7 separate regions of the Mus musculus genome follow, and all the other regions are linked to region 1. A link is a contact called in public Hi-C, HiChIP or PLAC-seq and promoter capture Hi-C data. All regions are on one chromosome and are shown on one strand. Each heading gives the region's core, a stretch centred on a gene start, on an enhancer-like site or on the middle of the called end of the contact. The rest is flanking DNA. Distances are from core to core; before and after follow the strand shown. Region 1 holds the start of Secisbp2l (SECIS binding protein 2-like). Region 2 overlaps Atp8b4 (ATPase, class I, type 8B, member 4). Region 3 overlaps Atp8b4 (ATPase, class I, type 8B, member 4). Region 4 overlaps Atp8b4 (ATPase, class I, type 8B, member 4). Region 5 overlaps Atp8b4 (ATPase, class I, type 8B, member 4). Region 6 overlaps Atp8b4 (ATPase, class I, type 8B, member 4). Region 7 holds the start of Dut (deoxyuridine triphosphatase).

The links. Promoter capture Hi-C pulls out the DNA fragments that hold promoters and counts their contacts. Hi-C and Micro-C count contacts between places; a contact is called where the count stands out from the background. HiChIP or PLAC-seq counts read pairs in DNA pulled down with a chosen protein or histone mark.
Region 2: an H3K27ac HiChIP or PLAC-seq map of cardiomyocytes shows a contact between it and region 1, with 5 times the contacts expected there. The contact joins the enhancer-like site here to the promoter of Secisbp2l in region 1. A contact is called at or near these places in 11 of 39 promoter capture datasets (the 3T3-L1 cell line, 3T3-L1-derived adipocytes, the HPC-7 cell line and 8 more) and 6 of 115 datasets of contacts at active chromatin or transcription factors (acute myeloid leukemia, astrocytes, bone marrow-derived macrophages and 3 more).
Region 3: a promoter capture Hi-C map of the 3T3-L1 cell line shows a contact between it and region 1, with 15 times the contacts expected there. The contact joins the enhancer-like site here to the promoter of Secisbp2l in region 1. A contact is called at or near these places in 16 of 39 promoter capture datasets (the 3T3-L1 cell line, 3T3-L1-derived adipocytes, the C10 cell line and 9 more), 2 of 484 Hi-C or Micro-C datasets (the HPC-7 cell line and palatal mesenchyme) and 6 of 115 datasets of contacts at active chromatin or transcription factors (the SCID.adh cell line, astrocytes, embryonic forebrain and 3 more).
Region 4: a contact with region 1 is called in a promoter capture Hi-C map of the HPC-7 cell line, with 7 times the contacts expected there. The contact joins the enhancer-like site here to the promoter of Secisbp2l in region 1. A contact is called at or near these places in 7 of 39 promoter capture datasets (the HPC-7 cell line, the SN4741 cell line, cranial neural crest and 4 more) and 4 of 115 datasets of contacts at active chromatin or transcription factors (acute myeloid leukemia, cardiomyocytes, large pre-B cells and 1 more).
Region 5: a contact with region 1 is called in a promoter capture Hi-C map of the HPC-7 cell line, with 7 times the contacts expected there. The contact joins the enhancer-like site here to the promoter of Secisbp2l in region 1. A contact is called at or near these places in 16 of 39 promoter capture datasets (the 3T3-L1 cell line, 3T3-L1-derived adipocytes, the C10 cell line and 9 more), 2 of 484 Hi-C or Micro-C datasets (Sertoli cells and embryonic stem cells), 5 of 115 datasets of contacts at active chromatin or transcription factors (astrocytes, embryonic limb bud, fibro-adipogenic progenitors and 2 more) and 1 of 9 other capture datasets (embryonic stem cells).
Region 6: a promoter capture Hi-C map of the 3T3-L1 cell line shows a contact between it and region 1, with 4 times the contacts expected there. The contact joins the enhancer-like site here to the promoter of Secisbp2l in region 1. A contact is called at or near these places in 5 of 39 promoter capture datasets (the 3T3-L1 cell line, cranial neural crest, hematopoietic stem and progenitor cells and 2 more) and 1 of 115 datasets of contacts at active chromatin or transcription factors (pancreatic cancer cells).
Region 7: a contact with region 1 is called in a Hi-C map of muscle stem cells, with 2.2 times the contacts expected there. The contact joins the promoter of Dut here to the promoter of Secisbp2l in region 1. A contact is called at or near these places in 6 of 39 promoter capture datasets (the 3T3-L1 cell line, 3T3-L1-derived adipocytes, the C10 cell line and 2 more), 3 of 484 Hi-C or Micro-C datasets (muscle stem cells, olfactory sensory neurons and uterus) and 3 of 115 datasets of contacts at active chromatin or transcription factors (effector CD8 T cells, embryonic forebrain and pro-B cells).

Annotation. Positions count from the first base shown.
Region 1 is chr2:125,781,158-125,785,275 of GRCm38.p6, forward strand. It overlaps Secisbp2l (SECIS binding protein 2-like), which reads right to left and starts at 1,713. Exons shown (of 18, transcript NM_177608.3): 1 at 1,442-1,713. The coding sequence starts at 1,465.
Region 2 is chr2:126,448,517-126,452,634 of GRCm38.p6, forward strand. All of the region lies in intron 6 of Atp8b4 (ATPase, class I, type 8B, member 4), which reads right to left. Among named protein-coding and RNA genes, the nearest start is that of Atp8b4, 41 kb to the right of the region's middle. Within about 2 kb of position 2,340, at least 44 of the 459 cell types and tissues checked have an H3K27ac peak or open chromatin away from gene starts, as enhancers often do. A contact at or near this core is called in cardiomyocytes and stem cell-derived neural progenitor cells, where this site is marked.
Region 3 is chr2:126,427,549-126,431,666 of GRCm38.p6, forward strand. The region is part of intron 7 of Atp8b4 (ATPase, class I, type 8B, member 4); the gene reads right to left. Among named protein-coding and RNA genes, the nearest start is that of Atp8b4, 62 kb to the right of the region's middle. Within about 2 kb of position 1,918, at least 18 of the 459 cell types and tissues checked have an H3K27ac peak or open chromatin away from gene starts, as enhancers often do.
Region 4 is chr2:126,397,321-126,401,438 of GRCm38.p6, forward strand. It overlaps Atp8b4 (ATPase, class I, type 8B, member 4), which reads right to left. Exons shown (of 28, transcript NM_001080944.3): 13 at 268-476. Among named protein-coding and RNA genes, the nearest start is that of Atp8b4, 92 kb to the right of the region's middle. Within about 2 kb of position 1,896, at least 7 of the 459 cell types and tissues checked have an H3K27ac peak or open chromatin away from gene starts, as enhancers often do. A contact at or near this core is called in the HPC-7 cell line and acute myeloid leukemia, where this site is marked.
Region 5 is chr2:126,361,461-126,365,578 of GRCm38.p6, forward strand. Atp8b4 (ATPase, class I, type 8B, member 4) reads right to left here. Exons shown (of 28, transcript NM_001080944.3): 21 at 296-443. Among named protein-coding and RNA genes, the nearest start is that of Atp8b4, 130 kb to the right of the region's middle. Within about 2 kb of position 2,106, at least 63 of the 459 cell types and tissues checked have an H3K27ac peak or open chromatin away from gene starts, as enhancers often do. A contact at or near this core is called in 3T3-L1-derived adipocytes, the HPC-7 cell line and fibro-adipogenic progenitors, where this site is marked.
Region 6 is chr2:126,320,616-126,324,733 of GRCm38.p6, forward strand. It overlaps Atp8b4 (ATPase, class I, type 8B, member 4), which reads right to left. Exons shown (of 28, transcript NM_001080944.3): 28 at 358-2,476. The coding sequence ends at 2,195. Among named protein-coding and RNA genes, the nearest start is that of Atp8b4, 170 kb to the right of the region's middle. Within about 2 kb of position 2,161, at least 36 of the 459 cell types and tissues checked have an H3K27ac peak or open chromatin away from gene starts, as enhancers often do. A contact at or near this core is called in pancreatic cancer cells, where this site is marked.
Region 7 is chr2:125,245,189-125,249,306 of GRCm38.p6, forward strand. It overlaps Dut (deoxyuridine triphosphatase), which reads left to right and starts at 2,327. Exons shown (of 6, transcript NM_023595.6): 1 at 2,327-2,708; 2 at 3,978-4,069. The coding sequence starts at 2,560.

The sequences.
Region 1 (4,118 bases), core at 463-2,962:
TTTAAAAGGAAAAACCAAAACACTAGGGAGGGGATGGGAATTTGGCACATATCACAAATAGTTCTTGAGGGCCTTTACCTAACTAAGGCTGTTTTGTACTGACTGTAGGCCAAGCTGAGGCAAGAGGTACTGGAGGTTTAAACAAACAAACAAACAAACAAAAACCCTTCGTTATCAAATCCTTCTGCATGGCTTTTTTTCCCTAGCTCTCAGATTTCCAAGAATTTAAGTACATGGTGGAGTTTGTGGAATGACAGAAGAGGATACTCTCTAGATAATCTGCTACACTTGCTCTTAGGGTAATCACATGAGGAGTGCCATGCTAAATGTTACCATCTAACCAGGTAATTACATTTCCTCTAAGATGAAAGGAGACATAAGTGAGTATACATATGCATTAGTGCTTCCAGAGTGCCCAGGACGGACAAAAACATCCCACCCTTTCATTAGAGACACACGCGCAAGGAAATTTCCTTTTCCTTCGTCAAGGCTGGAAATCTCAGGTTCCTTTTTCAGAATTACTCTCAAAAACAATGTTTTAATAAATTCACTACATACTGTAACATAATACTCCGGGCCACAGTGAAGTGTGTATTTTCCAAGTGGTCCCACATCAATTTTCTCTTGGTAATTGGTGTTCTTTAATAAAAATAAACTTCTAATCTCTGGAAGATTTGCTTTCCTTTTTAAATCTGTGTGGTAAGGTCCTGTGGAAAGTGCTGAGAGAGGAGAAATCTTTCATAAGAGGTCTAGGATAGAATGGACAATACGACAAGAATCAACAACAGAAACGGCGAAGTGTTCAAAATTAGAAAGCTGTGTTTTGGCTTGAAAAGTGTGCGATTCAAAACCAAAACTGTCGTTAACTATGTATAAACAGAAACTTGGGAGATGGTATCTCATTTACTCGAGTTAATTAACTATTCGCAAAACTAACAGGCAAGTCACCAGTGTTCTCCTTTCAACTATGTGACTAACTGACCAAGGTCCTGGTAGAGGGAAATTGACAGCGAACAAAAATCACACTCAGTCAAATTAAGTCGTTTCCAGGGAAGCTGTAAAATACTGGGGAGGAGGAGGAAGCATGACACTATTCTTCTAAGTTATTTTTCACCCTGCCATTAGCCCTTCCTCCCAACTCTTCCAGAAAGAATTCGATGCAATCAAAACACTAACAGACCACTAATGGAACTACTGTGCGAATACGAATATGGACTCAACTTGAACTCTTGCTCCATTTTAAAAGAATAATTATTTGCAAAGTAACTAGACAGGAAAACAAGGGTAAACCACGGTAGTCTCTTCATAAAAGAAATACACTCCAGACTGCTGCAAGGGCAACGCTGTCGCCGCTGAGCTCCGCCGGTCCACCTCCCCCGGCCTTTCAGCTTCGGCGGCCTGCCGGCCCGGAGGCCCGAGAGCAGCCCGGGCGCTTGCGTACCTGCTCGGCCGGCGCTCGGTCCATGGCGCCGGCGACAGGCGCCGGCTCTAGTCGGTGTGCGCAGCGCCGCGGGCCGCTTTCTCCATGGCCCCCCGCTCGGTCCCGCCGGGCTCGGTCCACTCCGCACAGCCGGCCGGACGCCGACTCGGCTACGCCACTGGCTGGGGAGGCGGCTCCAGCTCAAGGCGGGGGAGGCGGCGGCCGCCCCGGGGAGGGATCATCTGGGACGGAAGCCGAGCGGGACCGAAAGGGCGGAGGCGCAGTAGGAAATGGAGATACGCAGGGGCGGGGATGGCCGAGGAGCGACGGGGGCGGGGGGAGGGGGGTGGCTAGCGGGCAGCCAAGGCCAGGGGCACTGCCTGGTTGGGTTACTCCTCCCACTCCCACCTAGGCAGGTTGGGCTGCCTGGAACTCAGGACGCATGTGTTCACTTTGCCGGGACCTCAGAGACTGCTCAGAAGGCAAAACCTACTCAGGATATTGGAAGAGCTTGTAGCTGCTCACTAGTCCTGTGATCCTGTCAGTACTCTAAAAGAATGAAAAGAACGAACAATCTTGCCCTTTGAAAATTGCACAAATAAATTGCATACACAGAGTAGCAGCCATAGGTAAGAAGCCCTGTTAAAAAATCTCCACAAATAATGATTAATTAATGTTATTGTCCCGGTTCCAGACTCACATCTAGCCTCAACTCCAGGCTGATTTTGCCCATTTCGAACCCTATTTTTACCCAAAACCTGCATAACTACCCAAGAAGAGATTATCTTCTCCTCTGCTTTCCCCATATGGTTAAGAATTGTTCCTTTTAATCTCCAGGTCATCAGCTCCTTAAAGACTAGAGTTTGCCTTGAAACTAAACCCTACTGGTAGATTCCCTCTGGGGAGTTAGACAGCCTCCAACACACACAAGCTCTCCACAAGAGTTCTGGCTTGATAACGTCGGTCAGCTGAATTATATATACTTCAGTGAAGAAAGAGAGTAGAGTTGGCTGCTGTTAGGGTCACTGGCCAGGGGATCTATGTCTGGAAAAGGGAAAAGGATATCTAAGAAATCTGCTTCGTCATCACGCTTTGGGAGATGTTCATAAAGCCTTTTCAGTTAATCCAAGTCTGTAAGGAGAGAGTGGTCTGTAAAGATCCTGGCTATGTTAGTGTGGAAGCTGTATTTCTGCCAGCTTAAATGAATGCATTTTGTCTACAGGACATATGAAGGCTGGTCTGCAAACCACATGATGGAGAAACACTTATGCCTGTACATGAGAGTTTCGTGCATTTGGTTTTGTTTTTCCACTGTATGCACACTTTTATTTCAGTTGCACATGCATTTGTGTTGAAAATGTGTGAGCTGTGTAATGTCAGATTCCTTAGAGTCTATTACAAACCCTTGCTCAGGATTCAATGGCTGCAGAAGAAATTTAAGGCTGATCCACAAAGCAAAGCTATTTATACAGGGCAGTTACATAAGCCACAGCGGCTCACCCTCCTTTCTGACAGCAAGATGAGATGAGCTGTGCCCCTACCGGTGGTCTTTAGCTGCAAGACACCCAGCCTGAGTTAAAAAGTCATTAATGCAGTACGGTATTTGAGGTTTTCCCCTTCTTTGAAGGATCTGTAAGAGGAAATGTAAATACAGAGTCTCTAAATATCGTTCCATATTGTATGATTTTTTGCGACTGAAATTGTTCTTGATGAGAATATTCTAAGTCCAATATTTAGGTAAAGTGTAAGAACTGTAGAAACAAGAAGTGTCACAGTGCCATATTAATGTAATGTAATCCTAAAAGGGAGAATGCTGTTGGCTATTAGAAGAAAATAATAAAAAAAAGAAGAGAATAATAAATCTATGGATAAAACAAAGAAATTTAAAGAACTATTTTACATGTGATACAAATGACTTCTTTCATTTAGCAACACATGTTAATATATTCACAGTGCTAAGTACAAGGCTAATCACTGGAAGGAAGTTCAGCAGTTAATGAGACATAGTAAGGGCAAAGGCCACATCTGTCCTGTGGGCAAGACACACACAGCAAGTAATTCCAAAGGAGATGTAATGTAGGTTCAGTAGGAATGGGGATTGAAGCTGGAGAAGGTAGACGTGAGAGAACAAGTTCCAAACAGATCAAGCAAGGAACGATCTGTAATGGAGATCAAGTAACGGAGACGAGGTCAGTGGGAGGAAGAAGACAAGAGCTGCCTGGGCTAGAGGCAAAGGCTAGCCTGAGATTTACCTCTTAGTTCCAAAACAAGAATAAAAGGGGGACAGGTTGCTAGGGAGAGAGCTCAGGAGTAGACTGCACACCTAGCATGCATAAGAATCTAGGTTCAACCCTTAGCAGGCACCAAAACACCATACACATACATACAGAGAGACACAGACAGACAGACAGACAGAGTCACACACATACATAGGAACAAGCTCTCTGAAGAATTTGGAAGTGCAAGATAAAAAGTCACTGGAAGAAACTGGCTTCCTAGAGACAGCCCACATGACAGAAGGAAAGATGCAATATGGCTAGAGTCATGTATACTCTAAGTTTAGGCTCCAGTGCTGAAGCGGTTGAATAGCTTTTGTTTTCTCCTTGAAATAAGATGCCAGGTTACCCATTAAGGGTGAAGGTGAGAGTGAGGGGGATGGCAGGGAGAGTTACATGATCATCTATCTATTCTTTAAAAC
Region 2 (4,118 bases), core at 1,090-3,589, 670 kb after region 1:
GAATTCAGTAATAAATTTTAATAATGCCTCTGTTCTTCCTTAAAGAGACTTCGCTTTGCAACAGAATCCATTAAAGAATGGAAACAAGCCAGCAAACAAACAGTTGATCAAAATGCTGGAAGCAAGTGACTGTGTGCCACCTGCCCCAACTGATAGCCACCACCTTACTAAGCCAGCATAATCCTCAACTATATTCTAAACATTTGTCCTTATACCCACAATCAGTGTAGCTCTCATCTCCCATCAAGGAAACGACTCTTTGTAACTGATAAAGACCAATATGGAAACCACAACCAATCAAAATGCAGAGTTGTAGAGCCCAGTCCCAATAGATACATCTCCAATACAACATTCCCACCTAAGGCTCAGGAAATGAGAGGCTGAAGATGGGCCAGAAAGATTGCAACAACCAGAGAAACAGGAAGTCAGATGTCAGACTGTGTCTCCTAAAAATGTCATGGAAGCTACACCGTGAAGCCTCAACAACATACTGCCTAAATGGAGACAATGCCAACATGCTAACATGGAAGGGAGGAATCTCATGGGCCCCAACCCTAGACATGGGGCTATAGGCAACTAAGAGATCCTAAGAGAAAGAGAAAGTCTTTCCCAAGGAAGAGTTTCCCTATCGATTATTCAACACTAGATAGTCCCAAAATGATATACATACAAGTAACATTATATGCACTGATTAGGTTATATTTATATATTTGGTAAATACATATGTGTGTGCATATACATATATATATGAATATATGATACACATATATGATATATATTACATTTAAATTAAAGAAAACTTAAGGGCTAGTGAGATGGCTCAGTGGGTAAGAGCACTGACTGCTCTTCCAAAGGTCCTGAGTTCAAATCCCAGCAACCACGTGGTGTCTCACAACCACTCATAATGAGATCTGATGCCCTCTTCTGGTGTATCTGAAGACAGCTACAGTGTACTTAAGTATAATAATAAATAAAAATCTTTTTAAAAAATAAAGAAAACTTAAAATATTTAATAAAATAAATAAAATTTTTAAATAAAATAAAATTTAATTAAAAATTAAAGTCAATTAAAGAAAAGGGGGCCATAACTTTGAGAGAGAATAGGTGGGTACCTGGGAGGGATTGGAGGGAGAAACAGGAAGGGGGAGATTGATGGAGTTATATTCTAATTTCTAGAAATAAAAAATTACAATAAATAAAGTTTAAAAGAAAAACAAAAACACTCAAATCTGCAGTTTTAAATAGCCACTGTTCTCAAATGTTCTCTGCCATGATTGTTGAATACTATTTTCCTTCATTGTCTCTCAACTCCAAAGTTCCCTGGTCTTCGTCCTTAAAAGGAGATGCAAGAAGAGACATGCTGCAGTCCGGAGAGAAAGGAAGAAGAAAGCGAAGATTGAAGAATCAGCAGCTAGTCTCCAAAACAGAAAGAGAGGCTGCCCCTGCCAGGCTGAGAGCAGAAAGAGGGCAGCCCCTCAGCCAAGGGAACTAACGCACAAGGAAAATAAAAGCCTTTTGGAATTTCCCTCTGTAATGAAGGGTTGGGTGTAAAAGCAAAATGACAACCAAGAAAATAGGACGCTCACTGAGCTGTCCCTGGGGCCAGAAGCAGCTTAGAACCTGTGTATCCTGGGGCACAGGAAAAAAGAGTGCACGTCCTGTTTTCTAGTTTTAATTTGTCTTTTTCTTATATCTTTACATATATATTGTATTATTTGTTTCATTAAACTTTCAGTGGGAAAAATTATATGGAAGAAAGCAAATTTCCTTCCAAAATCAGGCACGTAGCAGTTTAAGTGTGGGCTCTATGATCTCAGATCCTAGTTCTACTGTGCAAGTGTTTAAAGAGTTGACGCCCCTTGTCGGCTGATAGAGACAGTAAACAGACTGTGCGATCAGGGCCAGTAATTTCCAACAGACACTTAATAACTAAGTCAAGGAAGGGGGAGTGGGGAACAATTCTTTCCTTCTGGCAGAAGACTTAATATTTTTTATATTCTAAAACTATTTACAGTTCATATGGTTTCCAGACCCCCTCTCCCAAAGCAAGGGCCTCATCCCCCTGCCTAAGTGCCTCAGCATTCCACATGTGACTCCTCAGGCAGCCGGCCAGGAGAGCATTTGATTCTAAATGAAGCCTTAAATTTAGCAGTGTGAAGGGGAGGCCAATCTGAACACACATGCCTGGGAGGGACAAGGACACCAGATGGGGCCAGGGGCGAACACAAACTGTCAACCAGCCAATTCAAAACGCCTTGCTCGGAAGGCAAGGTCTGTGCAGGCCCCGCGGGCCATCTCTACCCTCCATGCCAGCGTCTAGAGCCAGGCAGACCTGGTAGTTTGCCCATCTGGCATGGAGCACAATTCTTCCTCCGTCCTTTGGAGTCCATTCCGTTCCCCCAGCAACATTCAGTTCCCGTCTCCTGGGATCTCCCCGCACTTCCTTATTTTAGTAACTGGTCAATTGCACCTGCGACTCATCTCAACAGCGAGGACATTTCCAAGCTTCTTTTGTCTTTAGGTCTAATTTAGAAGTCACTGGCCTGCTTTAAGTGTTCTCTGGACTGAGGGAACGAATCACTCCGAATACATGGCTTAAAGGAGTAGGATGGTCTGTTAGCAGGGTGTGCGCAAGAATGGAATCCCTCAGGAAAAGGGGGTAGGTCTGTCTGCTTTCCCTGCTAGCTTCCAGTAGCCCTTGAGTCCCTTCTTGTGGGGCTAGGTAGGTCGAATGCCTGCTACCTGCTCCCTCCTCCTCCTCCTCCTCCTCCTCCTCCTCCTCCTCCTCCTCCTCCTCCTCCTCCTCCTCCTCCCCTGTCCCTCTCCCTCCGCCCCCATATTGCCCTCTTTTCTCTATCTCAAGATATCTGTGGTTGAGTCTAGTATATACCCTGATCCAGGGTCATCTTACCTCAACATCTAAATTATACCTGCAAAAGTAAACAATTTTATTCTAAATAAGACCACACCCATAAGTTCTGTAGGTTGGAGGTTAGAAAGGCTGCCAGCATGGTAGAATATAGTAATACAATCACAATTGTATCTGAAAAGACCGTTGCACAGAGGAATAGAACAGAAAAGGCAAAGACAAGGGACACAAAACAACAGAATGTGTCAAATATAAATTAACTTGGATCTAGAAAGCAAGGTCAAAAGTAACTTCAGTGTTTCATTCATAAGCTTAACATTCCAACATTTCTATCCATAATAGACCATTCATCTGCTAATTTAAAATTCATGGAGAAAATTAACCCACTAAGCATATCTCAGGGACCTGAAGGCAGAACGATCCAATAGTAGAAACTTTTAGGAAGAAGCCTTGATGCAAGTGAGCAATCAACCAAATACTATCAAAAAACATCTTTTCAGTATAGACAATCTTTGAGCTTGGATTGAAACAAGACTACATTTCTAAAGTTAATAGTCTCACCACCCCCCAAGATCTCTGGAGTTTTGGCTTGGGTTTTCTGAACCCTCAATCTAATACTTTTTATAAAGGAGAGATACAATAGGGCCTGCTGCATGAGTAAGTCCCATTGTTGTCTATAATAAGAGAATCAGGTTACAACAGGAATGGGATCCAATTGGAGCCAAGAACAATTCGAGCCTTACTGAGGGGCAATGGGGAGACACACATGATGAGCCCCAGATGCTGAGGAAAGACAATGGGGCCAGACACACTGTGCACCAGACACTGGAGGACAAGGGAGAGTAAAAGGCCAGAGGACAACTGTGAGGGGGAAAGAGCTGGATTCCCACCTTGTTTGCTGAGGGGTGTGTGGTGTCAACCTCCTTTACCAAACCTGGATTCAATATTGTGTGAGAGGCGCTTTGAAGGATCTTTCACAGTTCTCTGTGTTATATAAACCTTAAAGGAAAATAGGTCTACTACTAAAAACTCCATGTGCAGACTTTGAAAGCGTTACAACACCCTATTATATCAAGATGCACCTCATTTGGGGAAATAGTTGCCCTTTAGAAACTCAACCCTTAAAAATTCTATCTATGCAGCATAGTCATTGGCTATGATGGAAAATTGTTATAATAACTATAACAACTTTGCAGCCTGTGTACAGAAGTCAGCCCTTTGGCAAGCAAATCCTCCTGTCTACAAAGCC
Region 3 (4,118 bases), core at 668-3,167, 650 kb after region 1:
CTGTGTGCCCATGCTTTGGGACCATCAGGGTATGAGCAGGTCTCCTGGCAACGTGCAAACTACTAGTGATCTGGGTTGCCAGTTTCGAAAGTCATATATGAATTCTATTTTTCTGGATTTAATAATTTCTTATGAAAAACAGAGATCATTTTCCAATAAATGAGCGAATTAACCCTCCTTGTGTGCTGGTGTCTGAGCCGCTTAAAGCAGGAAAGGAGTCAAGAGGGTGAGAACGCGCGGATAAAACAGAAGGAAAACCAAAGAAAAGAAGAAATGAAAGTAAACAAGAGCAACATGGACGCAAGGCGAAGAGATGAGGAAGCGATGGAAGAGTAAAACACGAGAGAAAGCGGGGCCCACACAGCAATGGGAAAGAGTAAAACACGAGAGAGACAAGAGAAAGTGGGGCCCACTCAAAGAGCGCAGAGGGTGCTCTGGAAAATGACGCTTTAGAAAAGACTTCAACCCAGTTTTGGTTGTGAGCCTAGGCTTTAATGACTGAGCCATCTCCTAGACAGGAAGCCACCAAAATGAACTCTTGCAAGTGGATGGTGACATTGAAGCATAACTCTCCACAGCTGACGGCTGGCGTGAGTGCGGCCGGGAAGGGCTCAGTCCTATTTGAGAGGCAGGTGTCACAGTTTGACCATGCTCCAGTGAGTTCACAGATAACGCAAATTGGGCTTAAGGGGGTTCTATTCATTTTTATTTTTACTTTTTTTATTTTACCTCCCTGAAGGGAGATCATAAGGGTGGAAGGACTGAGAAATGAGTTTGATCAGTGTGCGTGATGTGAAATTTCCAGGGAATCAATAGAAATGTTATATTGGGAAAACAAAACAAAACAAAAAAAGAGCAGTGGTGACCAGTGCTATAAAACCAAGTTTTGAAGGTAATATGTCCCAGTTAGACTCCAAAAAATACTAAAATAAGATCCAAAATTCTGCTACATTTTACTGAATAAAACATCTAAAGATGTCAAAAGGGGGAGGAAGAAAATACATCACAGTTCACTTTTAGAATTCTGGCTGGTTTTGTTTTTTTCTCAAATTAAAATTCTTATTTAAAAATAAATGTAATTCTGGAGGATTCATCTAAAAAGAACTGACCTAAGTTTCAGCAACTTATGAAACTTTAGCCTAACAAACCTCTACGTGTATCTGAAAGGTTGACAGTCCAAGTCTCTAAAATCTTTTATTTAGAAAGACATTATAATGGCTTTATCTTCAAGTCTTAGATTTTAAGTTCAAAATCAACCCACTCAGTTAATTGTCTGGGTTGTTTAAATTATCAAAAACGGGGGGCGGGGGGGACAATGAGAGTTGTTTAAATGAAGGCTCCATGATAGCTCCCAGAGGAACAAACGCCCCTGCATCCTGGTGACTCTCTCAGCTCTGAAGGAATCACCACAGAAGCCAGTCAAGGCAGAAACTGCTTTGTGAGCCCCTCGGTGTGTTCCATGCAAACCCCCTCAGAGAATATGTCCATCTGGGGCCCACTCTTACACTAACGCTCACCTAATCCTGACCCAAAAAAAAAAAAAGAATCTGTGCTGGGGGGTAGATTCGCCTTGATCTCCGGTCATATGTTCCAGTTTCACCATGTCCTGGCAGACGGCATGCTAGCGGTAAAGGTGAATGCCCTTTGGAGCTACGGCTATCATCTTAAGGATAGAAAGATAACTTTAAACACAAGCTAAAATTCCTTATTGTAATAATGCATAATTAGAACTCTTTATGGTGCATGGATAAAGATGCCTGTTGGTATCTGGTGTAGCTTTTCCTCAGAGCTCTGTGTAGATGGTAATGCAATGTCACTGTTCAATATTGAATCTGGCTGTGTTTAATGCTTCCTCTGCAGTAAACCAGGGGCAGAGCCACCTCAACCTCAGACAAGCGACTAAGGTTCCACTGCCACCTAGTGGCTAAGGTCTCTTAACCAGCACTCACCCAACTTAGACTGGAACACGGGAGTACCTTAACCCTCCTGTCTAACTTTCCCTACTCTGTCTCCCTGGAAACCTACCCTCCTACCTCTTCCTAAACCCTCTCATGTCACCTTTGATATCGCTGACCATTCCTCTCCTCACTCACACCCTCTTCTCTTCCCTACTGCTAACATCTTCCTTGGAGGCTTTTTTTAGTTATCATTAAAGAGTGTGTGTGGGAGAACAAGATTGATGGTGTCCATCCAGCAGAGTAAGTTGTGAAAGGCATCTAGCACACAGTTAGAGTTAGACTTTCTAAGGCACTCTGCAATAATCCTGAAAGGGAACGGGCAAAGAATTATAGCAATAGCCTTGCTAGTCCTTGGTCAAGCTTTTGTCAGAGGTGGTGGGCTAGTAGTGTGAGCAAACTACCGAGAGGCCATAGCAGAGACATACAACAGGGAGAGAAAGTGTGATTGTCCAGATGCCTAGCTGGACCAGGCCAACGCCACCTTCCATTATCCCCTAGTCTTTTCTTTTATCAGTTATTGGTGGAAGGATTCAGCTATGACTCCACATAGGAAGCAGCATGCAGCATGCTCCAACACAAACACCTTTCCCCCAGCCTTCCTGGGCAAGAGAAAAACCCGAGCAGATACCCAGTGGAAGCTTAAAGGCAGTATTCCCATCCGAAGAAACTTGAGAATAATCTACTGGATATCTTTGAGGCCTCAGAGCCAAATACATTGTCTCCAGGGTTCATTGGGTGTAAATGTTCGTTAAGTTAAAGAAGAAAAGAAAACACTGAGGAATAGTATCAATCCACAGCCATGAAATTTCTTAAGAACTTATAAAAAACACTCTCATAACTTAATCAATTCATTGCCTATGCAAATCTGTGAGGGAAAAGGGAAAGGGACTCCCCTATATCCAGCAGAGGCCATCAGAGGTCATGGTGAGTGTCAACAACCCACTTGAAGAGCCTGAGACTAGAGTGTTGGCATCATCCTTGAAAATGCTCCAGGATTAAGTTGTGGGACTAGAAAAATGCCACCGCCCTGATCAAGACTAGTACTCTGCTGTGGTGGCCCCTGGGTTCTAGGATGACATCTGTGAGAAACAGAAATGTTTCTCAGACATGCTTTGCTCGGTATGTCTGTTTTGTCTGCTGCTGTTCAGAACATCCAGGTGTGTGAGTGCTGGGATACCAGAGCCATAACAGAGGGAAAGATGCATTTGTGGGGCGATTGTGAGCATCGCTTTGGGAGCTCCCAGGACTTTCTAGACTGCAGAGCTCTTCGTCTTGGCTGTCATGCACATTATCCTTACTCTCAGAACAACATACCAATTCTAAAAACTAGTGTATCATGGGTCAAAGCTCACAATGAAGTCATAAGTGAAAGGGGGTGTGATTACAGATAACATACTAACTCAAACTTTAAAATTTCAGACCAAGCAAGGGTATGTTGAAAAATCATTCACTAAGCACTGGTTATATCATTTTGTTTTGCTTGGCTTTTGTGATCAAATTTTTCAATTAAAAAAATGATTGAAAATAAAACAAGAGTCTAAGAACAGTGCCTAGGAATTCTGGCATTGCAACCATGAGGACCTGAGTTCAGATCTCTAGCAGCCATGAATCCAGGTCGGACCAAGTACCCTGTAGTCCCAATGCTGCAGACCACTGAGACGTGCACACCAGCAGCCTCGCTGAACGACGGCAGGCTCGGGTCCAGTGAAAGACCGTGTCTCAAGGGAAGAAAGAGAAGAATAGAAGAGGACACTTGGTGTCTCCTCCGTGTCTCCAGCGCATCCACCAGCATAGCCAAGCACACCTGCATTCATATGTGTGCACACACACATGCATACACACACACACACACAGGAAAAAAAAACTTGTTTATAAAAGAATGAGAAAAGGGTGGTTGGTAACAGAGAACTCTAATGTGTTTCCAGCAAGCTTGTGAGGTTCTCCTAATGCATGCTGACCTCATTGTGACATGAATTACAACATTTGGAGGTCTAGAATTCAGCTCCAAATTCTGTGCTCTTGAATTAACAGAAGCGGGGGAAGGAGTTAGAGGGGGAAGATGGAAGGGAGGGAGGAAGGGTGAGACAAGGAGGTGTGTTAGTTCTTGTCCAGAATTTACTGATAAACAGGTATAAATGGATTGAAAGTTCTAACTTTGAA
Region 4 (4,118 bases), core at 646-3,145, 620 kb after region 1:
CAAATCCACAGAACAGGGTATCAAAGGGAACAGTCTACCATGGATGGCAACAGATGCTAAGTTTCATCAGATTCTTTCAAATGTGTGCAATAACTAGTTTATGGGTGTCCATTATCTGTCAAGTATCATAGCAATGCTTAACAAGAAAGCCATGATGGTTTGGTAAGGGGGGGCAAGGGGATATTAGTTTTGAATGATGTTTTTTTATTTATTTATTTACTTATTTACTTATTTATTTGGTATCATTAAGAGAAACTATTCCCTTACCGTAGACTCTTCCATTAATGGAACATTTTTTAAAAGTCATGATGTTTTGGGTGAGAGTTCCTGTTTTGTCAGAGAAGATATATTCGATCTGGCCCAGTTCCTCATTTAGAGTGGTCGTCCGGGCTTCAGCAGGCATTGCTTTCGAAGCATAATACATCTTCCGGTCCCAGTTTATAAAATAACTGTGTCCCAGACGGATTACTTCCACACTGTGGTCCATTAACATGAAAGAGAAGAAGAAAGGACAGAGAGAACCTGTCAATACATGAACACGCAAAGCTTTGCCAAAATCCTCAAGACTTTTAAAAACAAAAATATATAAGTGCTTTGTCCTTAGGTCCTAGCAATCTTCAGAAATGCCTCCACTGAAAATCTGCCCATAAACCTTGGTGCCCAAGGTATTTCCTTTCAGCATCATAAAGTGATATGGCTGGCTCATCAGAAAGCCTCAGGCAAGGGCCTGCGGTTCTCTCTATTAAAAAAGCCCAGTAGAGTGTTTTCTGTGGCACATTCACTTGAAACTCAATCTGCATCGCAGAGTAAATGGTTCCTTACTGAAGATATTTGGCATATATCTAGTTGGAAGATATTTGGCATATATCTAGTTGGAAGATATTTGGCATATATCTAGTTGGAAGATATTTGGCATATATCTAGTTGGAAGAAATGTGTCCTGAGACATTGATCTGGTTTTACTTTCAAAAGAAGTCAGCAATAAGTCTCCACTAAGCAGTAAACAAACCGTGATCAATCCTGGCTAAAAACAGTTTGTCACTGTCCGTCTACTAGGAAGAGTGCAGTCTTTGTGCAGTAATGGATTATACATTCAAACTCCAGAAAGGGGAAGTCTGTGGCCAAAGGACTAAGTCCAAATGTCTGTCATCTATGATGCCAAATGGGGTGCCCAAAAGATTATTGCAATGTGAGGTATCAGTTTTCATAGAAATTTATTAAGGGATTTTCTTAGGCTTCTATTGTATTAACTGCTTGGAAAAAAACTGTATTTCATAAAATTAAGGGCAGCCTCAATGATAAGAATATGGTTTTTTCCCAGAAATCCCATTTTAAAGGTATTATATTGTAACATATTCAGTTTTGCTTTATTTTTATATAGTTCCATACCACAGCAGGACAGATTTGTTCCTGGACATCATGTTTGTTATTGATAGGCTAGGTTTTTTAATTATTGCTGATCTAAAAAAAAAAAACTTTAAAGTCCTGTGTGTGTGTGTGTGTGTGTGTGTGTGTGTGTGTGTGTGTGTGTGTATGTGTGTGTGTGTGTCTCACATTATCAGATACTTAGCTGAATTCTATCAGGGGTGTATATCATTTTGGATGCCTAGGTTTATAATCACTTGTATGCATGATTTTTTTCTGAATTGGTTTGTTTTAGTTTAATTAGTCCTGTCTTTACTCATTGAACTTCAATTCATGTCTTTGTATATTAATAAGAGCATTTGAAAGAACATAAAATTGCACCAATAATAGCACCGACCTACAATTTATTTCTGATCTGAGTAGGATTTCTTATCTTTACAGGAAGAGGGCTAGATGGTGTGTGAGAATTCTGAATGCTGTGCATCTAGTTCTAAAGGCTGGGCACAATACTTCCCTCTCAGAGTAACATGAGACCAGGTCATCTCTGAGTTTCCCCTAAACTAAAACCACACAATGACTAACATAAAACCCTATGAGAGAAAGATGAACAGATCTTAATTCTGCATGTGTTTATATATTTTAATGTGTGTTTTACTTTTCTGCCCCTCTCCCTGCATCCCTAACTAGCCACTCTGGCTCGGGTTTTTGCAGAGTAGCTTACTGTTTCCTTATTCCTTTACATGGGGAGGTGTTAGGACTAATAACAGTTCAGACCCATCATCCAACCTGTCCTAAACAGGCAGACCGTGTCAAGTGAGTAGGTTCTAGCCCTCTAGTCTCTAACTTCACCAATTAGGAAATTATGGCTTGCAAGATTAAGTGACTAACCCAACTCACACACACACACACACACACACACACACACACACACACACACACACACAATAACCAGAATCCCAGCATCTGTTACAGGCAATGCAAACCTGGCCTTCACTATGGTATTACGCAATAATCTCCCCTTACTGAAGGTTCACTTCCTATAGTTTCAGTTACCCACAATTAACTGTATCCAAAACATATTTGATGGAAAATTCCAAAATTAAACAATTTTTGCTTTAAGTTGTGTAATGCTCCCAAAGGGTGAACTGTTACCCCATCCTATCCTGCTCTGCCTGGATCTACCACACCTGAGATGTGATAGACCCTTAGCTGATACATTCCTCAGCATACACTATCCACATAGCAGCCATCTTAGCTACCAGATCTATTAGTAGGGCACTGAAGTGTCTGTGTCCAGGTAATGTTATCACAATGCTTAAGTCATCAACCACACTTCATCCTATCCTTCTGACATTATATCATCATATATCAAAGCAGGGTATACTGGTTGGTTTTGTGTCAACTTGACACAAGCTGGAGTTATCACAGAGAAAGGAGCTTCAGTTGAGAAAATGCCTCCATGAGATACAGCTGTAAGGCACTTTCTCAATTAGTGATCAAGTGGGGAAGGCCCATTGTGGGTAGTGCCATCCATGAGCTGGTAGGTAGTCTTGGGTTCTATAAGAAAGCAAGCTGAGCAAGCCAGGGGAAGCAAGCCAGTAAATAACATCCCTCCATAGCCTCTGCATCAGCTCCTGCTTCCTGACCTGTTTGAGTTCCAGTCCTGACTTCCTTTGGTGATGAATAGCAGTATGGAAGTGTAAGCTAAATAAACCCTTTCCTCCCCAGCTTGCTTCTTGGTCATGATGTTTGTGCAGGAATAGAAACCCTGACTAAGACACAAGGGTACACACAGAACAATGTAATACCTTGAAACAAGAAAGCCATGTTATATAACTTTTACTGTACTATGCGATTATAATTTTTACATTTGTTCACTTTATTGTTAATCTATTACTGTGCCTGATTTGTAAGTTAAACTTCATTATAAATATTTATGCATAAAACAGGAGAAATGGACATGTAATGTTCAGTATGACCAGCAGTCCTGAGCATCTCCTGAGGATCCTGGAAGACATATTGGCCCTGAAAGGAGGGCCACTCTGCAAAAATCACTCAAAGCTTTGAATTGTCTGCAAACCTGGTAGCTCCTTGTAAATTCAAAGCAGGTTTGTAGCAGTCTTTTTTATTCTCCCATGATGCACTACAAGCCAATGGGAATCTGCAAAATGCATTTATGTTCCTGAGCCTAAAAATAGCCTATAAAGAAGATAGATCTCCTTTTTGCTTAGAAAGAGAGGGTTTAGGGGAGTGGCCGTACTACATGCAGCCCTTTCTTTCACACACACACACACACACACACACACACACACACACACAAAGAGACATACACAGGCACACACACACACATGCACACACACACATAGAGAGACATACACACACATGCACGCACACAAGTACACATACACACATAACCTGTGGCTGGATCTTTCTAAGTGCATAAACACACTGACAGCATGAAAATATAAGAATAAATGTCTCTGCTCACCTGGAACTTTTAACTGTTCAAAGCAAATCATGACTTTCACCATATGGCATTAGTTTATGTATTGTACCTTATCCAAAAGCCTAATGGGGGCTTGGGTCGGGGGCTTCAGTCTTCATCATAGACACACGTGTTCCTGTATCAGAGTGTTTGAGCACTTAGGACCAAACAGCCTGAAATTTCTTGAAATGCTTTCCCCTCAAGTTGAGATCAAGATCAGTTATTCAGAGAGAGGAAAACCCCAGTTTTTTATCCTCACCGGTCCCAA
Region 5 (4,118 bases), core at 856-3,355, 580 kb after region 1:
TCCAAAAGCGTTTAAACCGTTCTGCGAAGCAACGGAAGTAACCGTTTAGGCAGAACTCATAGACTCCCTGCGAACTGTTTCTCCAGAGCCTCACATCCAGTGCGATCCTTCAAACAATGATGTCTGAAAGGCACACTGGAAGTCTTTCCTTCTGCAAACAGGAAATCCTGTGCACGCCCTATCTCTTGTAGTGACATTTGTTTGAAAAACACAAAGGAGACTCTCATTAAGGCAGCACAAAAGAGATGATTGCTGGAGTAAAGAAAAAGAGAAGAACAGCCTCGGGCAAACTCACCAAACTGTGGCCATTTATGACTAAGGCATATTCTCCTGTCACAGCCTCTCCTGCACCCGCGTCCAACCCCAACCGCTGCTTGTTGTCATAAACTGCATGTCCATTGGAAAAACTCGTGCTTTGTCCAAGCAAATTTTCCTTTGCTTTCCTTAAAGAATAAGAGAATTAAAAAAAGGCATAACAAAGCACACAGAGCTTGTCTATAACTGAACCAAGAGGCCGGCCTGGAAATGAACTCATGCTACCACTCTTCAGCGTAAGGCCCAGGTATTAGGCCACCAAGCAGAGGGAAGGCCAGACAGCAGTGCATGTCAATCCTGCAGGGGCTGGGGGAGCACAAGGAACTAGGCAGCTAAACACAGAGAAAACAGAACTACCTCAAACATTTTACACTACCTAAAAACTGGCTTTAACCAAGGAATCTTGATAGCTTTGGTGTATAAAGAACCACTCTCTGGAAAAACGGTGTTTTTCAATATGCTAAACAAAAACTAAAGGCGATGAATGAAACCTTCTCATTACAGAGCACTCCCCTCCTTCCCTCTCTCTTTCCTTTTCTCCATTTTTCCCTCTCCCTTTCTTCCTGACGTACGTACATACGTGTGTGTGTGTGTGTGTGTGTGTGTGTGTGTGTGTGTGTGTGTGCGCGCGCGCGCGCGCGCGCATGCGCTCATCATTATATAACCTGGCTGAAAACAATAGTCCACTTATAAACACATTTTGTTTAACTTTGAAAGAGATTCATGATGCCATTTATTATTATAAAATAAAAGAAAAATATTTTAAGTAAAAATAAAATCCTCATAAGTTTAAATGATAACAATGACCTTGTGAGAAACTCCAAACTCCAAACATGGGGTTTTTACAAATAGAAATTCCTCGCAATGCTAAAGACCTAATCAGTAGCTTATATGATGACATAAGCCCATTAGAACTGGCATTCTACTGTTCTCCTAAAAAATGTGATAATGTCTTTAATAGGAAGGTAAATTCCCACCCAGAAGACCTGTGGGTGACCAGGTTATAAATAACAGGTCTGTTGGCATGACCACAGTAGCTTCCATCATAGGAATACCGGCAGATGTCCCCTGCAGAAGGATGCCCAAGCCAGCCCCTGCATGTGAATATACCACTACATGTATAGATGAATTCCAGAAGAAAACAGAAAGTGAAGAATAGGTTAGCAGATGTTTCGACTTATGGCAAAATGAACTGTCTTCTTGATGTCCTGCCCAGTGTGGAAAGCATTTATTACAATGAGTTTATGCTGAAGATCCTCTGATGGGAGAGAATGGTCATATTAAAACAAGCATTATGCCTTCAGCTTTTGAGTTATTTAACATACAGTGATGCATATAAAAATGCATCACCAAGAGTTTATGTATGAACTACAAAAGCAGACCCAGAAGCAAAGGCAGGTCACCTTGTTTCCTGGCTCAACACTGCCCTCTGCTGTCCGGGACCAAAATCGTGCCTGCACTTAGACTTGTCACTCAGCCTTGGTTCCAAGGATGATATCAGACAGTTAGCAGGCAGTTTGCAGAAACAAACAAAAGGATGTGTAAGGTTAGAAGGCTGTTTGAAATGCACTGTGGGGAAGGAGACAGAGCAGGCACAGAGGATTACTGTTGCAAGCAGAAGGCTCCAATGTCCTCGGTAGATAAGCAACCCAATGAACGCTCATCATGGTCATGAAAACTGGCAGCGCCATCTGATGAATGGGAGAAATGATACCAGACATGAATGTGTGTCTCTGACGGCACTGCAGATCTCATAAACTGGGCTTTGAGAAGGCACTGAAGCAAAAAAAAAACATCTCCCAGGGTTTCCTGTTTGGTGAGGCTCCCATTTGCTGTGTAAATGACTCAACCTCTATTTCCCCCTTGCAAAACGAAAACATTCCAAGGGAGGGTGAAGTTCATGAACACACTGGCTGAAATTCTACTTATTTAGGAGCTTTCCCCAACAATGTCTCCCTAACATGTGACACAAGTCCCTTTCCAGGCAGAAAAAGAACAATTTTTATGCTCTGCTAAAATTGCTAATGCTCCCCCCACCCTCCAAGGCCTTCACTCCCTGCCAGACTGGAATGAGTGCACTGTAAGACCTGGGTGGGTGTTCATAGCTGTCCTTTCTCTTACTTCCTGGAACTCAGCTCTCCAAACACAAGCTGGTTCTTGCAAATGCAATTCATCAGGAAGGAAGAAAGCTACACATAGTACCTTTCGGTGAAGATGGACAGTGTGTGGGCATCCGACATTCTACTGGACCTCAGAATACAAACAGATGTGAAAAGAAGGGCTCTGCCTTCTAGGCTTTGTAATGAGGGCAGTTTAGTACAATGCTGTAATGCAGAACCATAGGCAGGGTTGAGTTGACTAGAGCACTCACAGCCCATACCATCTGAACACACTACAGCGGAGGGAGGGAGCGCTGTGCTCAGCCATGCATTCAGCCTGCAAAGGAGAGAGGGGGTGCGAGGGATGAGCCATTTTCCTCAGTCCTTTCCTGGCACTCTAGATGCAGGAAGTAAAAGAGATCTGTTAGGAAATAGATTTAAATTATGACATTATGTTTAAAGGAAAATAATTTGGACTTTGGTAAAAGGCCAGAGCTTTGAGCTTGCTTGTTCCTTGGAAACTTGGGTCTGCCTCTGACAGATTAGCTATCTGACTTTAGGCCACTTGATTAGTCCGGGGCAGATCCAGGACTCCAAATTCCTAGTTCTTGGTTATCAAAACAAATGGCTTTACATATACAGCCAGCCACAGGCTATCTCTAGGTTGGAGTAAGATATGCCACCAGAGAGTAATGAAGGAGACAGCACCGCCCTTCAGAGAGTGAGGAAGAAAGGAAGTGAGTGAACTTTTTAGTTCAAGCTTCCAGTTCATTGCCCCACAGACTGTTAAAGACGTCGATCCTTTATCGTCGATCAGAAATCGGGGACCGGCTCAGAGAGCGATCAACCCCCTGAAAACAGGGAACTGTGTGCACCAAAATGCACATCAGAAGTCAAAATGTAATGCTTTAGAGTGTTACAATTTATGAGAAGAAACCTGACCTACTAAAACAGTTTACTCGGGATAACAGAACTTGAGCATTCAAACCTATTTGGTCGCTACTGTCATTAATGACTCTATGATATCACAGTCAGTGTTATGTTCTGCTCCACGAAAGGACTCCTAACTGGCCAATATCTTATAAACAGCCTACATCACACAGCTAATTTTCAGTACCTGCCCCAAGAGCCATTTACAAGAGGTACCAGTGATTAAAGATTTTACTGCTTAGAGAGGGGCTATAGAGTCCTAGTGTCTCTGCGTGGGTACTTGGAGGCAGCTGGGTCATTTAATGAATTTTTCTGAGAACAAAACATGGTGGCTCAGAAATGAAACACTGGATGCGTTATCTTGTCTGACTGATCAAAACCTCATTGTCTATTTTCCTTGCAGCAGAAGATACATGCTCTGTTAAAATGACAGAATCCATGAAATAACCTCAGAAACTGGCAGGACTTAATTGTAGACCTGTGGGCATGAGACTAACACAGGGATGACTGTAGACCTGTGGGCCTGTGGCCAACATAGGGCTTAACTTAAACCTGTGGGCATGCTGCCAACACTAAAGCATCAATGGGAACCAACTCAATCAGGGTTCCACATGTCCAAAAATGGCTAACAACTATGTTATGTGCGTGCTGCGTGGCATGAACATTACTCATCGATGTTGACGACATCTAAACACATTGGACAGGATTAACTACAAGCATGTACATATTGTCCATCCAATGGCTCCTCCCTCAGATCCTTCTCTTTCAACACAT
Region 6 (4,118 bases), core at 911-3,410, 540 kb after region 1:
TAAAACTAATAAAATGTTTCTCCCACAATTCTCTTGAACTATCTGTTTATAAATGACCTTTTAAAATTTGAGCTGAACTTGCCAAATTGACCATTTCTAGTATTGCACATGAATCCGTTTGGTTCATCTAATTCTTGACTCCAGTGCTACAAAGGACATATATTTTTTCCAGACATATAAAGGAGGGACGGGGGGTAAGTAGAGGAAAAGATGAGAGAGAGAGAGAGAGAGAGAGAGAGAGAGAGAGAGAGAGAGAGAGAGAGAGAGAGAGAGAACTCAATTGAGAAAGCTAGCACGACATAGCAAAAAGTTTCCCCAGTGAGCTCCCAATAAGAAAGAAAGAAAACACCAAACACCAACGATGGTAAAACATTTACTGGAAATATCCAAAGTCTTCAAAATTGTTATAAAACATAAACAAGCACACTTTAGCTGATCATTAGACATGAAAATCTTACCTTTTTTTCTAGGTAGATATGTATAGAGAAAGGAATCATGACAAGCATTTGCTATGGGTAAAGGCTCTAGGTAGTAGGCTACTGCATACCGATTATCTCACTGAGTATCATTTAGAAAACATTAGGCTTAGAAATCAAGACCCATTGGGCAGGGGACACTGACCTATTAACACCATCCCAGCCCATCATCCATCAAGACCACATAAGATTAACAAGCTCTTTGTGCAAAGTAGTTTTGGTTGATCAGCAATTGCCTGGGAACCCAGAGAAGGAAGGCTAGAGAGCTAATTGCTGATTTTTGGAAAACATGACTTTTTGTTTGTTTGTTTGGTTGGTTGGTTGGTTGGTTGGTTGGTTTTGTTTGGTTTTGTTTATTTCCTTGTAGATAAATCTATTCCCCAGTCTACAGTTTTATTTGCTTTCTATCATACTTAGCAACCTCATTTCTTTGACAGTCCCACTGGCGACTGGCATCCCAGGTCCTGAAGTCTCTCCCCTCTGCTTCTCTGATGATGAGTTAGCTAAAGCCTGATGAGTACATTCGTATGTGAGTTGTGTTTCTGATGGTTTGAGAATGTGTGCTTGATAGTCATCAACCACGGGAGGTAGGTAGTGCGTCCTGACTTTGTAGAGGAGTCTCAGGAAAGGCACCTTACCTCCCCATCACGGAGGTAAGTGGGTGTCAGCAGCAATTTGAATACAGAACCTAGTGAGTTGTCTACAGATCCCCAAATTGGGCTGCAATGTCTATTTTAAAAATCAGCTTCATCTATATATCTATACATTTAGATGTTTGAGCCATAAACAGGACAGCTAGACACTAAAAGGAACTGAGTCTCAATGGCCTAAGCCTGAGTGAATGGTAACAGTAGAGACTGCCTGTAGAGACTTTCAAGTTTCAAGTTTTTAAATGGGATCTGTCAGCAGCATTTGCCCATGGCCTGCATGGAACACTGTCAATAAAGGGCAGTGTTCTACCACGCTGATGGTTCTGTCTGCATCCATGTAACATGCAACGGATTACTACTGACATTGTCACACAAGTCCTTGACACATTAGGGACATTAGAGGAGCCACTGTATTTTGTCCCCACATGGAACAGTCTGAACACTCTCTCTATAAACCTAACCATGTTAGCAGCCCCCTCGGCAGAAACATTCAGTTGCTTTTGTCCCTGTTTGTAAACAGATAACCCCACGGACTTTTTAATGCATTCTCTGAGCATGTAAGGCTTTGTTATCCTGGCAAGGGGAGCTCAAGTCTAGAGAAAGACTCACTCTCGATCTGAGAGCACCACACCACATACTTTAAATTCTGCAATTGCATCTGGGAAAGGCACTCTTCACGTACGTGGTGTATCTGTTGACATGCGTTTTTGGTTGAAACACATCATTGGAACATACCTTTTACATACCTAAGACCCATCCAACATAGATGCTAATTTACGGCCTTTTTTTTTTTTCCATAAATAAGATTCAAAATTCGGATGGATTGGTGTTTAAGTTAATAAAATCTGTACTTGTCCCATGAGGCCTTGGTCTACAGAATCACAGATTGGACAGTGCCCATCTGGCCTGGAATCCTGCAGAAAACATCGCTATCTGACAGGCGTTGGCAGCTGGAGGCCATGGATTTAAGTTAAGCAATGTGATCTGCCCTGCTCCTGGCCCCTGAGCTGCCTAAGCTCAGCCCCAGATGAGGTGAAAAGACGGCTTTGTGGTCAAGTCTATCTTGACTCACAATTTCACTGTCTTATCATGACTAAAGCCGCTCACCGCGTCTGTGGTTTTCTTACATAAATTTTCAATCCAGCTCGTGTTATTATAAAGCTTCTTTTCCAGCCCCGATGCTGGGGCTGGACTTTTCGCTCGCATATTTTTTCCAGATGTGATGAGCTCTCCGTAGCCCTCCTGGTGAGCAAACGCGTATCCAGATCTTCTAGAGCTCGACCTGCGGGTCTGAGGCCTTCTGCTTCGCAGGGGTCTTTTCTTTCGCTGAGCTTTCTGCCACCGGCGGATCTGGAGAGAAAGAGCGCCACAGTGCAACCGTGAACCCAAGCATTAGACTCCAGACACCCAGCCACCGAGTAAAACGGAAGCCATTTTTGTTACTTAATTGAACGGCTACAACAAGAGAATCTTTGTCTTTACTCCAAAAGGAAACGTTAAGCCTAAAGCCGTAACATTCTCCACCTCAAAGAGGACACTAGACACTAATCAATTTTTTCCCGTTCTCGTGTAAACAAGAAACATTCCGATAAAATTCATTACTGACTCAATTTCATGGGCCATATGGTGAGTTGGGGGGTCAGGGGGTTGTTTTGTTTTAGTAACAGTGTTGGGAACAGAGCCCGGGATCTTGAGCATACTTTTGTATAGAATGTTATGTCTATAGTCCCAATACCCCGTCTTTCACCTCTCTTTCCCTTTTAGAGGCTCTCTAGATCTTGCAGTCACTAGTAACTGAATTAGGAGAAATTTTCAGAAATTAGACTCAGAATGTTCTCCCTCTTAAGGAAGGTCAACTTATCATGAGACTTCTGAGCTTTTCATTTATTCTGGTTTGGGGTGTGTGTGTATGTGTGTGTGTGTGCGTGTCTATGTCTGTCTGTCTGTTTTTCTGTCTGTCTGTGTCTGTGTTTATGTCTGTATGTGTATCTCTGTGTATGTCTGTGTGTCTGTGTGTGTGTGTCTGTGTATGTCTGTGTGTCTGTGTGTTTATGTCTGTATGTGTATCACTGTGTATGTCTGTGTGTCTGTGTGTTTATGTCTGTATGTGTATCACTGTGTATGTCTGTGTGTCTGTGTGTATCTGTGAGTCTGTGTGTTTATGTCTGTATGTGTATCTCTGTGTATGTCTGTCTGTCTGTGTCTGTGAGTCTGTGTGTTTATGTCTGTATGTGTATCTCTGTGTATGTCTCTGTGTGTGTGTCTGTGTGTGTGTGTGTGTTTATGTCTGTATGTGTATCTCTGCATATGTCTCTGTGTGTATGTAATTTACAAATATGAAGGTGTTGCTTTTTAAACAACATCTCCAGCACAGCCCCAAAATCAGAGGCTCAGGAAAACATTGTGGGGGGGGGGGTGCAGAAGGACCCAGAGGAACAGATTCCTGCTTCTAGGTAATGTCCCGAAACCTGACAGGGTATATGTACCCATCAACGTTCAACAACAGCTCTCAAATAAATAAATAAATAAATAAATAAATAAATAAATAAATAAGACCTAAACATCACTTGGGTAGGTCCCAATGTGCCTTCCCTCTCCCTAGGAAAGTGAGTGGAAACCAGAGGCTTTGCCTAAGTAAGTGATCCATTCTAATTTTCAGGTCTGAGGATGCTCACTAAGCAAAATATGACATTTATCCTTAGCACAAGAAAAATGGGCATCCTCAGATTGCCCATCAGTTTATGGGATGGATTCAGCTCAGAACCAACTCAAAAGGACCGACACGGGGATTCTGTGACTCACATGCCCCAGAATGTGAGAAACATGATGGTAAGAAAAGCTCAGAGCCCTGGGCCTCACTGGTCTGGCCTCCCTCACCCTACAAACAAATGTTATCATTCTTTGTGGGATGATAAAATGTGTCTCCCTCTCCTTCTCTTCTCTCTGCCATGAGTCTCAGCCTAGCCCAGCACTGCTGTGTTTGTCCTGTCTC
Region 7 (4,118 bases), core at 1,077-3,576, 540 kb before region 1:
TAGGGGCTGAGGCAGGAGAATGAGAAGTCTAAAGTCATCCTTTTCAAGCCCAGTGTGGGTCTTACATGAGATCCTGTCTGGAAAACAATGAATTGAGAAAGTGAAAACCAAGGGCAGAGAGAGCCCCGCCTCTCTCCCTGAGAAGCTACAGACATAATGGTTGCCCACCCAGCTTCAGGGAGGCAAGTCTAGTTAAATGCTGTGGGTTCAAAAGAGAAAACTCAAACAAGCAAACAAACGTTTTTAACAAAATCTCAATCATTCAATTTTACCAAAGACGACTTGGGAGCCAGATGTTGGAGTGAAAGACTACTAGCTCAGAGGGGCAGTGGAAGCACCCAACTGACCTTCTAAGTCCCCAAAAGGAAGTTCTCCACACCATCTCAAAAACTGTTCAAGCTGAATGTCCCTCCCTTAAATTCCTGTTTGTCTCTCTATCCATCTTCCTGACATCCTCTTACTCTGAACTTTTTTCCCCTGTGTTCACTTCCTGTCAACTTGTTGCTTGCTCTGCCTCTTGACCTCTGGTTGACTTCACTTAATCCTGTTTACAATGAACAGAAAGCTCTTGGATGAAAGGTCTGTGCTAGACCACACCACAACTAGAAACAGGTCTGTCCAGTAAATAACACAATCTGTGGGTTCATAGTGTGATGACATATCCTGCAATAAACAAAACGAAACACCAGGAGAGGTACTATATGGAAAGAAGTGGTTTGGTGTCAGGAAAATGGGGTAAGCAGTTAAGAACTGGAGAATTGTGGTCAAAGCATATACACATTTATATGCAAAACTGAAGAGAATATATGTTTATCTATCTGTTCCCGTGGACATGATTGTTTGTGTGTATAAGGTGCCCTCCAAAGCCAGAGGACATAGTTGGGTCTCCTGGAGCTTGAGTCACAGGCAGTTGTGAATCACCAATGTGGGTGTTGCTAACCAAACTGGGTCTGATACAGGAACACTGAGTGCTCTTAACAGCTGAACCATCTCTCCAGGCCCAACAATAATCTTGTTTTAAAGGATTAAGCACCAATATTAAGATTTCTGAGAAGAAATAATGCACAGGAGCCCTCCTTACTAAACAATGCGATCACCATCTGTCTTAGTGTTCTACTGCTGTGAAGAGACACCATGACCAAGGCAACTCTATAAAGACAGCATTTAACTGGGGGCTTTCTTACCGTTTCAGAGGGTTAGTCCATTATCATGGTGTGGAGCAGGCGGGCATGGTGCTGAAGCAGTAGAAGGGAGAGGGAGAGTGGGGAGGGAGAAGGGGAGGGGGAGAAGAGAAAAGGGAGGGGGGAAGGGAAGAGGGGGGGGCAGGCGCACCTGTGAGGGCTTTTGAAACTCACGGTTAGACTCCAAGAATACAAAGGCTGGATCAATTTCCCTCATGGACTTTGAATCTAACCAACAAGTAGACATTAGGCAAGAAAATACATGCATGTGCAGACTGTAATAAGAAGAAATGTAAATAAAAACATTCTGAGAGTAAAGAGCCTGGCCACCACAGGTCTAACCCTAAACCCACCTAAAGGTGGAAGGAACAAGGAGAAGATAACCTCGCACTGGCAATGACCTGCAAGACACACAGACACATCGTGGGACTGCACAATAACAGATGCTTTAAAAGAGCTTCAAGAAGTGTAGTGTATTGCACACCCATCAGGGGAACCAATCGCCCCAATATGTATAGTCGGTATTTCTATAAAAGTGCCTTGGGCCTTCTATTTATCTTGAAAATCGAAGTGCACCACAACTTGAGTTCCACGTGTTTATGGTATAGTCCAGATAAAACCGGAGACTCCAGAAAGATCTTTAATTATCCTCTCTGGAAAAAAAAAGTTTGACTCCCAACTACCGGCGAGGGGGTGGGGGTGGGGGTGGGGGTGGGGGTGGGGGTGGGGGTTGGCTCCTTGTTGCTTTGGCTGAGGTCAAGGAATTTTAAAATGCCCTGCAGGTCCGGTGGTGGAAGGCAAAAGATCTGTTCAGGTCAGGGCGAGGAAAAGCACGTAGGAGGGCCGCTAGGCGGAGCGCGGGGCGGGGCAGCGGCCTCAGGGCCTGCAGGGCCTCCAGCGCCATGCCTCTCCTAAGCGTGCTGCTGCGCGCCCGCCTGCAGGCCGCTCTGCTCCGCGGGCGTGCGCTCGGGTCGGCGCGGAGCCGGAGCTGCCGAGGAAGCCGAGGAGCTCCGGCCGGGAGCGCGCGCGCTGGTGAGGGGGTGGGGGGCAGGGGCGGGAGCGCGCACGGGGTGGGGAGGATTAGGGCAGTTCGAGAGAGCGCGCTAGTGGGGGAGTTGGAGCGGGAGCGCGCTTGGAGGGAGCCCTGGTCTGAGCAGGTAACGGTGAGCCAGGGCCTGGCCTGCAGCGCGGGGACGAGTCCATTGCGGACCCCGAGGAGGGGAGCCTGGCGAGGTCGGTGCCTCCTCTAGGCCGCGCTCGAGCCCTTTGCGGAAGGCCGCGTCCCCTGTCCTGCGCGGTGGGCTCGTCCAGGCGGGAGATTTTCGGCGGGTAGGCTCTCGCACGCTCATTGCTTTCTGCTTTTTCCACGCCCGCCGCCATGCCCTGCTCGGAAGATGCCGCGGCCGTCTCTGCCTCCAAGAGGGCTCGAGCGGAGGATGGCGCTTCTCTGCGCTTCGTGCGGCTCTCGGAGCACGCCACGGCGCCCACCCGCGGGTCCGCGCGCGCTGCCGGCTACGACCTATTCAGGTGAGAGCCGTGGCCCGACGGCAGGAATGCAAACACCGAGCCCGGGTGCAGTCGTGGCTCCGCAGAGACCTGAGTTCACCTTGAGCAAATTCAGTAGGGGTTTGGGCGAGCGGAAAGTAAAGGGTTATAACATTTCCAAAGCGTTACTGTGCAGCGTGCGCTCCACCCTTTCCAAGTGGAAGGTCCGGATGTGCAAGGCTTATTCTTGACCGAAGTGTGACTGTCTGCAGTGTGCACGTTAAAGTCTAGGAAAAGGATCTATGGAAGCTGTGTACTTCTCTTATCCCGTCCAAGGACTGGGAACTTAAGGAGCTCCATCCAGGGCTAGCTTATGAGGTGGCTCAGTGTAAAGTCACCAAGCCTAATGACCTGAATGTATGCATCTAACATGCCCTGTCTTGGGAGAAATTAGATACTATGGCCATTTTCTACATAAGCGGGTGTTTGCTGTGTATTGGGAATGGCTGATGTTACAGAGTGAAAATTCCGTGTGACTGAACGTACTCTTCTACCACATGCCAGACTTCCAGCGCTGCTCATTGTAAAGTCTGAAGTTTCGTTGGATCAGGAAGGGAGCTGCAGTAATAAGAGACTACAGTAGTATTTGGTAGATGGACTTTCTAAAATCGCTTGTGATCAGAGTCCACCCCCAAGAGCTGCTCTGGGAGACCAGCTCTCTTCGGCCACTGAAGTTCACAGCCATAGCGTGGAAGGCAGGGGGAATGCAGTGCATCTCTGCCTCTCACCTGTGTTTTTTTAACATTTTCTTCGGGAGGTTCATTCTCATCAAGAGAAGCGTTACAAAAGTAAAGTATAGGTTTATATGCGTTCGCAGGCTCGAAGTGTGCCTAGCGGAGTGAGGCCCATTGAGTGTTAGATGTTTGCTCTTTGGTTGGCTTTTCATATTCTTTCTATGAATTAAGTCTGCCTTCCTGCTCCTCATGCTAATTTGCCAGCCTTCACTTTCAGAGACAAAAACCACAGAACACATAGCAGAGACAATGTTGGCATCTCCCTGTTCCCCACTCCCACATTCAGGGTTTTGTCTTCTTGCTCTGCCTAGGTGCTAGGATTAAGGGCCTGAAGCCATCTTTCTAAAGCTAAAAGAAAGTGCCTACTACCTTGTAAGTAAACCTTTTTAGGTGAGTTAGGAATCTGCCATAAGGTTGTTTATAGGATCTGTTTATATGAAGTAATGGCACGCATTTTATATGCATTAGCGTAAGAAGGAATGTTAAAAACACTTTAAAATACTGATTTGCCTTTCAGTGCCTATGATTATACAATATCACCCATGGAGAAAGCCATCGTGAAGACAGACATTCAGATAGCTGTCCCTTCTGGGTGCTATGGAAGAGTAGGTAAGTAGCTAAAGAAGCCGGTAACTACTTCTCATACCGGTCCTTTATG